2 separate regions of the Mus musculus genome follow, and region 1 is linked to region 2. Evidence: chromatin contacts called from public HiChIP or PLAC-seq data. All regions are on one chromosome and are shown on one strand. The core of a region is the stretch at or near the end of the contact, and the rest is flanking DNA. Distances in the headings are between cores, read along the strand shown. Region 1 holds the start of Gad2 (glutamic acid decarboxylase 2). Region 2 has its middle 120 kb from the start of Myo3a.

Region 1 (3,215 bases), core at 134-2,633, 520 kb before region 2:
CGGAGTCTCCATAGAGCAGAGCTGGACAAAGACACGGAACGCGGGACCTGAGTCAGCTGGCGGTAGTCTCCGCTCCTACATCCCCACCCACCCGGCAACCCAGGGATTCGTCCAACCTAGGCTGCAGGCTCAGAGGGGAGCCCACGACTTTGCTCCCGCCAGCCGCGGGCCCCCGACCTTGCCAGCCCTTCTCCCATTCAGTGCCACCACTCACCGCACAGCTTGTTTCCGATGCCGCCCGTGAACTTTTGGGCCACCTGGCACCACGCTCTCGCTGCAATCGCCAGGCAGGGAAAAGCGAATCGGAAAGAAAACAGACGGGCGAGTGAGAATTTTCGTTCCAAGTGAACCAGGTCTTTAAGTCCAGAGTCTGGGGGCCCGGCGCCAAACTCGAAGCAGCCACCAGCTAGCGACTCTGCTTTCAGCAGGTGGGGGAGTCCGAGGGAATCTGACGCCGGGGCCAGCCCTTTCCTTGCGGTGTCCCAGAAAGAAAGCAGCTCACAACGCCGCCCTTTGCACTTTGTTCGCCAGGTTCTCGGGTTTCCAGACTCTCCCTGCCCTCACCTGGGCTGCCTTTCCTAAACCCGAGGCTGTTTGTTTCTCACCGCGCTTGCCTTTCAGACCCCAAACTCTTTCCTGCTCCCATTTTGTCTTTCCCTGCCCAGGGTCTAGACGTCCCGAGGCAAAGCCTAGATCTTTGATTTCTGACTCCCGCAGACGCTGCAGTCTTTCAGGAGCCTATGTTTAGGGGAAGGGGCCTAGACAACCCTGGGCTTTTTCCCTGGGGGACAAAGGACTGGGTGGGGGGGGGGGTTGGTGTTCTCACACAGTTACGGACTTAACCCAGAGAGCCGGGCGAAGCGCCCGAATAAGTTTCCTGTTGCAGATGTCAAAGCTTTGATGATCAGCCTAGCCCTGCAAACCCTAAACCACCCACAAAGCTCTCCCGCTGCAGGTCCTGATTTTCCTACCTGTGCCCGGGTTCTCAGGATCCGCAGAGCCATCTTCAGATCCGAAGGACCAAAAGCCGGAGCCAGGAGACGCCATGGGTTCTGCTAGACTGGCGCTGGTCGCCTCCAAGTGGCTGTGGCAAGCTGCCTTTGCCTCGACCCTGCACGAGAGTGCGTGCGTGTGCGAGTACGTGTGGCGGGAGAAGGGCACCGCGCGAGGGCTGGAGCGGCAGCGCGACGAGGGTGGGTGTCACACAGGGACAGGAAACGTGCTGTCTGCGTATGCCAGTGCTCGTGCGTGTTTGTATGTTCCAGTCAGGGCGCAGGGACGCGCTGCTGTGCTCTGCGCCGCCGAGGTTAAATGGGGGGAGTAGCCGTGATCCTCGCAGTCTGGAGATTGGAAAGTGGAAAGGGCCCAAGAGATTTTTAGGGAGAGGGAGCTTGGTGGGGAGATGAGAGAGTGACGGAAGGGAAATGGAGGCGCTGGGTCGTGAGGTGCGAGTCAGATGCGGGGGAGGGAGGCGTGCCTGCGTAGTGCTGACCCAGCCACAGGCGCTCCAGGTCTGCTTCTGCCGGAACGCGCTGTCCAGGGTGCTACCACAGCCCTCAGCACGCTGGCCTAGGTGACCCCAGGGACAGGGAGACCTTGGCAAGATTGGAATGGTGGCCGAGGGCAATTTCACGTGTGCATCGATTGGCTCATTGTTTGAGGGCTGTCTCTGGCTGCTGCCGAGCAAAAGTGGTTCTCGCGCCCGCCTTCCTCCAAACCAGTGCTGAGGTCGCTGTGACCTCAAGAGCCCAGGCCACCTGGCCTCAATCAGGAAGAGCTCCAAAGCTTGGGGAAGGAACCAAGGAGGGAGGAAGGTGGACCGCTTCCACACCAACGAACTCATTTCATCTCCTTAGCAGAGCCTAATGTCTGCCTGCTGAGCTGAGCCAGCCTGGGGGGTGGGGGTGGGGGTCGTACGGTTTCTGTGCAGTCATGCCTGGGTCCCCAGACCCATCGTCCAGGTTTTGACTGACGGCTGAAGAGAAAGGCTGCTGATTGAAGCAATTAAAATCCACGCTGGAATCTATCACTGAGGACCTCAGGCTGAGAAAAATTAAATAAATAAAACGAACAGAAACTTCTTGGAGTGGGTGAGAGCTGACACATACACAGGATTCAGGGAGTCTCAAAGTAAGCGAATCAGTTTTTCCAAATCCCAGGAAAAGGCACTCCCATCTTTTCAGGGATACTCAACCCACTGACCTCGTCCCTTCCCAAGAGGAGTTCTTGCCATCAGCAGGTGCCTAGGAACACAACAGTGGCAATTTCCCAGCCCAGAAAGAAGTAGTTTCGTTTGTGTTTTCTAATAAAGGAATGAAAAAATCCTTTCTGTTTCCCTTTTCCCAAAGGCTCTTAAATGCAGGGACGGCGCCTTGAGGAAGATTTGGGGCCCTCTGGCTCCGCTTCCGTTTCCTCTTGCCTATACTAAACCCATAGTTCCAGGCTTACAGAGAGCTCAAGAAAGACTTGCAGGAAAGTGCTGCTTTAAACCGTTCCCGATCTCCTTTCCTTCTCTCCGAGCGAGGGACTGCAGCTTCCCTGCTCTCCATAGTCCTTTATTCCTTCTTTGAGTTTTTCAAATGAGTCACCAAAGCTGTTGCCGGAGGAGAAACCCTGGGACCTTTAGTCTTGGTGACCAGGATCACTTATTTTGTTAGGGATCCGGAGACCTCGAATAACTGCAGATGACCAAGTGCATTCTCTCCACAAAGCTTTATCTTCTTCCCAAGGTTTCCAGAATCCAGGGGGGCCAGGGAGGATCTAGCTAGAGGATGCCCACTGAGGTCCGGTGAGTGGCCCGAGGTGGGGAGGGGGAGGGCGGTGAGATTGGCACTGCTGAGGTGCTACCCAAGGCGTGTCTCTAAGGGAAGGCAGTCACCTTGACCCTAGGCCTCAACTTAGTAAGTCTTTAGGGTCCTCCAGGCCTGGTGGCTTCAGCTGGCAGAGGTAACAGCTCCTGGAAAGGGCGCTTCCGCCCAGCCTTGCCAACAAGACTTGGAGAGCCTGAGTCTTTGTTTAAATCCATACTAAATCCTGCAAAATAATTCTCTTCAAGCCAGCTGGCTGGGGTTGAAGCTTTTTACCATGGATGAGTGGTCGGAAATAAAAAAAAAAGGTTCTTAAACACACACACACACACACACACACACACACACACACACACACACACACACACACACCTTCCAAGGAAGAAATGGATGAAAACAAGAGATACA
Region 2 (3,126 bases), core at 340-2,839:
TGAATTTTTGGCTGAAGGGATCCCATGGGAACCCCTAAACAATCCAAGCTGTCGCCAAGACTGTAGATTGTTCTCCATAAACATCCTAAATGAGATTTCTTCATCAAATTTCTCACCTCAGACATCAGGGAACCTTTCTGAAAAGGAAATGGAGAGAGTCTAAGAGTCAGAGGGGATGGAAGACACCAAAGCCCAAATATGAACTCACAGAGATTGTGGCAGCATGCACAGAGCCTGCATGGGTCTGTAATAGATGAAGGTTTTAGAGCTGACAGGACTAGTGAACACATACCTCCATCCCTAACTCAGAAACTATCACTAATTGATAACCACTTGCAAATGAAAATGTAATGTACTCCAATCTCATCAAGGTAGTCTGCATGGTCAGTAGCAGACAGCCAAATGGAGTGATCGGGTGGGTGGGTGGTGGTGCACTTGGAAAGGCAGGGGCATGGAATGGGTGATAACCTTTGAAATGTAAATAAACAAAATAACCAATAAAACAAGAGTTTTATAAGAAAAAACAAAAAGAAAATGAACTCAAAGGCATCTTTGGATATTCCTTGTCTCATAATGTGTGTCAGGACTTTTTTGTTTGTTTTGTTTTGTTTTTGTTGTTTCGTTTCATTTTTGTTTTAAGTTATCTTATTTTTTATTTAATTTTGTTTGCATCTCTGTTTACCCTACAGGTCTTTGGAGGAAATGTTACGGTTTCCAGGTTTTTTGTTTTGTTTTGCTTTTATGGGACTCCTGAGTGTAGGAATGAGTGGGTCTCTATGTCTATATCTGCTTCTTATGCCAGTTGGAGGGCCCTTTTTCTTCTGTTGGTTTGTTTTGTCCTATCCAGACATGGTAGATATTATATTATATTATATTATATTATATTATATTATATTATATAGTACAGTACTGTACAGTATAGTATGGTGTAGTATAATGTATTCCCTTAGAAGCCAATTTGTTTTCTTGTGAGAGACAAAAGGGAATGGATCCAGATGGGAGAGGAGGTGGGAGAAAACTGGGAAGAGTGGGGAGAAGAACTGTAATCAGGATATATTTATGTGAGAAAAAAATATTTTCAGAAAATGAAAAAAGAGAAAGAAAATCACAGTCATAAATTCACATTGTAGGGTCTTTTTTTTTCCTACAGTTCATCCAAGAATTGAGAAAAGTGTTCCTTTTAGAAGAAACAAAGATACTGAAAAGAAAGAAGGTAAGAATGGGCTGTTCCTATTTGATTCTGTATTCAGGATTTTCTTCTGGTCAAGATGTGTCCCTCAAGTGAAAAGGATCGGCCTGCAGTCCTCTTGATTGCACTTCCTTTTCTCACTTTTTGACAGGTCTTTCCCAGGCACAGCAAAGTATTCGTGATAGCTGCAATTTATTGCAGAATCCAACTCACCAATTTCCTCCTCACAGTTGAGACATTGTTCTCTTTCACAGTCACATGAACGAACACATTTACCTCCTGCCATTTCACAACAGCCATTTCTCTCAGACACCATAAAGTTAAGAACTCAGTGTACACAATTAAATGGTCCTTTTAAAGACTCCACAAAGCTCCACGGATTTATTTAAACAGTGACTCATTATGTTATCCATCTCAGAGGCAAACCCCACTTTCCATTCTCGCGTTTATTGCTTTCTTACATAGGGTGACTGACATTTAATAGTCTAAAAGTCTGGTAAAGTAAAAACTTAGCCTTTCTTTGAATCATGATAGTGTAGAGTTCAGGGGTCATGAAGACATCAAACTTGCAATAAATCTCTAATGGTGAAAAACCTACTTGGTTTCATCAAGCAATTTCATGCCTTCCTTGTTACATCATCTAAATTAACTCTAGATCCATACATCAATTAGCAATAGACCAAAACAAACCTCTTTGTTTTATCTGAAATTCAGACTTGATCTCAAAGAGGATCATGGATGCAAGAATGAATTGATTTCTTCTGGGTACTTCATTCCATTTCTGCCTTTGACAGCTTTTCTCAAACCAGACTGAAATGGGTGGTGAATTGAGACTTATTTCTTCTAAAGTCACAAAAGGTAGCTAGAGCTCAGGAATCTGATAAGCATTTGTAACTCTTTTTTTTTTTTTTCAAAATAGAGAAAACTAGAGCACAAAGATTATTTGAAGTAGTTTCTTTTATTCTGTACCTTTTGTAACTCGAGTCCTCTGTAGCTGGAAGAGAGGTGAGTTCAATCAGACAGGTGAATTGGCTCTGAGACGACCACTATGTAGCATCCCAGTTCTTTTTACCCATTATCTTCTCCCTTTTTTAAATTAGATATTTTCTTTATTTACATCTCAAATGCTAGCCCCTTTTCTAGTTTCCCCTCTGAAAACCCCCTATCCCTTCCCCTTCCCTGTGCTCATGAATCCACCCACTCCTGCTTCCTGGCCCTGGCATTCCCCTGGGGCATAGAATCTTCACAAGACCAAGAGCCTCTCCTCCCATTGATGACCGACTAGGCCATTCTCTCCTACATATGCAGCTAGAGCCATGAGTCCCACCATGTGTTTTCTTTGGTTGGTAATTTAGAGCCAGGGAGTTCTGGGGGTACTGGTTAGTTCATACTCTTGTACCTCCTATGGGGCTGCAAACCCCTTCAGCTCCTTGGGTACTTTCTCTAGCCCCTTCATTCAGGACCCTGTGCTCCGTCCAATGGATGACTGTGAGCATTCACGTATTTGTCAGGCACTGTCAGAGCCTCTCAGGAGACAGCTATATCAGGGTCCTGTCAGCAAGCTCTTGTTGGCATCCACAATAGTGCCTGGTCTTGGTGGTTGTTTATGAGATGGATCCCAAAGTGGGTCAGTCTCTGGATGGTCATTCCTTCAGTTTCTGCTTCATACTTTGTCTCTGTAACTCCTTCCATGGGTATTTTGTTTCCCTTTCTAAAAAGGACAGAAGTATCCACACTTTGGTCTTCCTTCCTTTTGAGTTCCATGTGTTTTGCGAATTGTATCTTGGGTATTCCATGCTTCTGGGCTAATATCCACATATCAGTGAGTGCATATCATGTGTGTTCTTTTGTGATTGGGTTACCTCTAGTGTGATACTTGCCTGTTTTGTTCAAATGCTTTGCTCTCCAGGCAATTCTCTCACCCCATCCTTCACTCC

The links. HiChIP or PLAC-seq counts read pairs in DNA pulled down with a chosen protein or histone mark.
Region 1: an H3K4me3 HiChIP or PLAC-seq map of neural tube shows a contact between it and region 2, with 4 times the contacts expected there. The contact joins the promoter of Gad2 here to the enhancer-like site in region 2. A contact is called at or near these places in 6 of 39 promoter capture datasets (HPC-7-derived erythroid cells, cranial neural crest, hippocampal neurons and 3 more), 10 of 115 datasets of contacts at active chromatin or transcription factors (SST interneurons, VIP interneurons, astrocytes and 7 more) and 2 of 9 other capture datasets (macrophages and pancreatic islet).

What each region holds. Positions count from the first base shown.
Region 1 is chr2:22,620,495-22,623,709 of GRCm38.p6, reverse strand. It overlaps Gad2 (glutamic acid decarboxylase 2), which reads right to left and starts at 1,383. Exons shown (of 16, transcript NM_008078.2): 1 at 972-1,383; 2 at 215-274; 3 at 1-21. The coding sequence starts at 1,047.
Region 2 is chr2:22,103,789-22,106,914 of GRCm38.p6, reverse strand. No RefSeq gene overlaps it. Among named protein-coding and RNA genes, the nearest start is that of Myo3a, 120 kb to the left of the region's middle. Within about 2 kb of position 1,589, at least 19 of the 459 cell types and tissues checked have an H3K27ac peak or open chromatin away from gene starts, as enhancers often do. A contact at or near this core is called in neural tube, where this site is marked.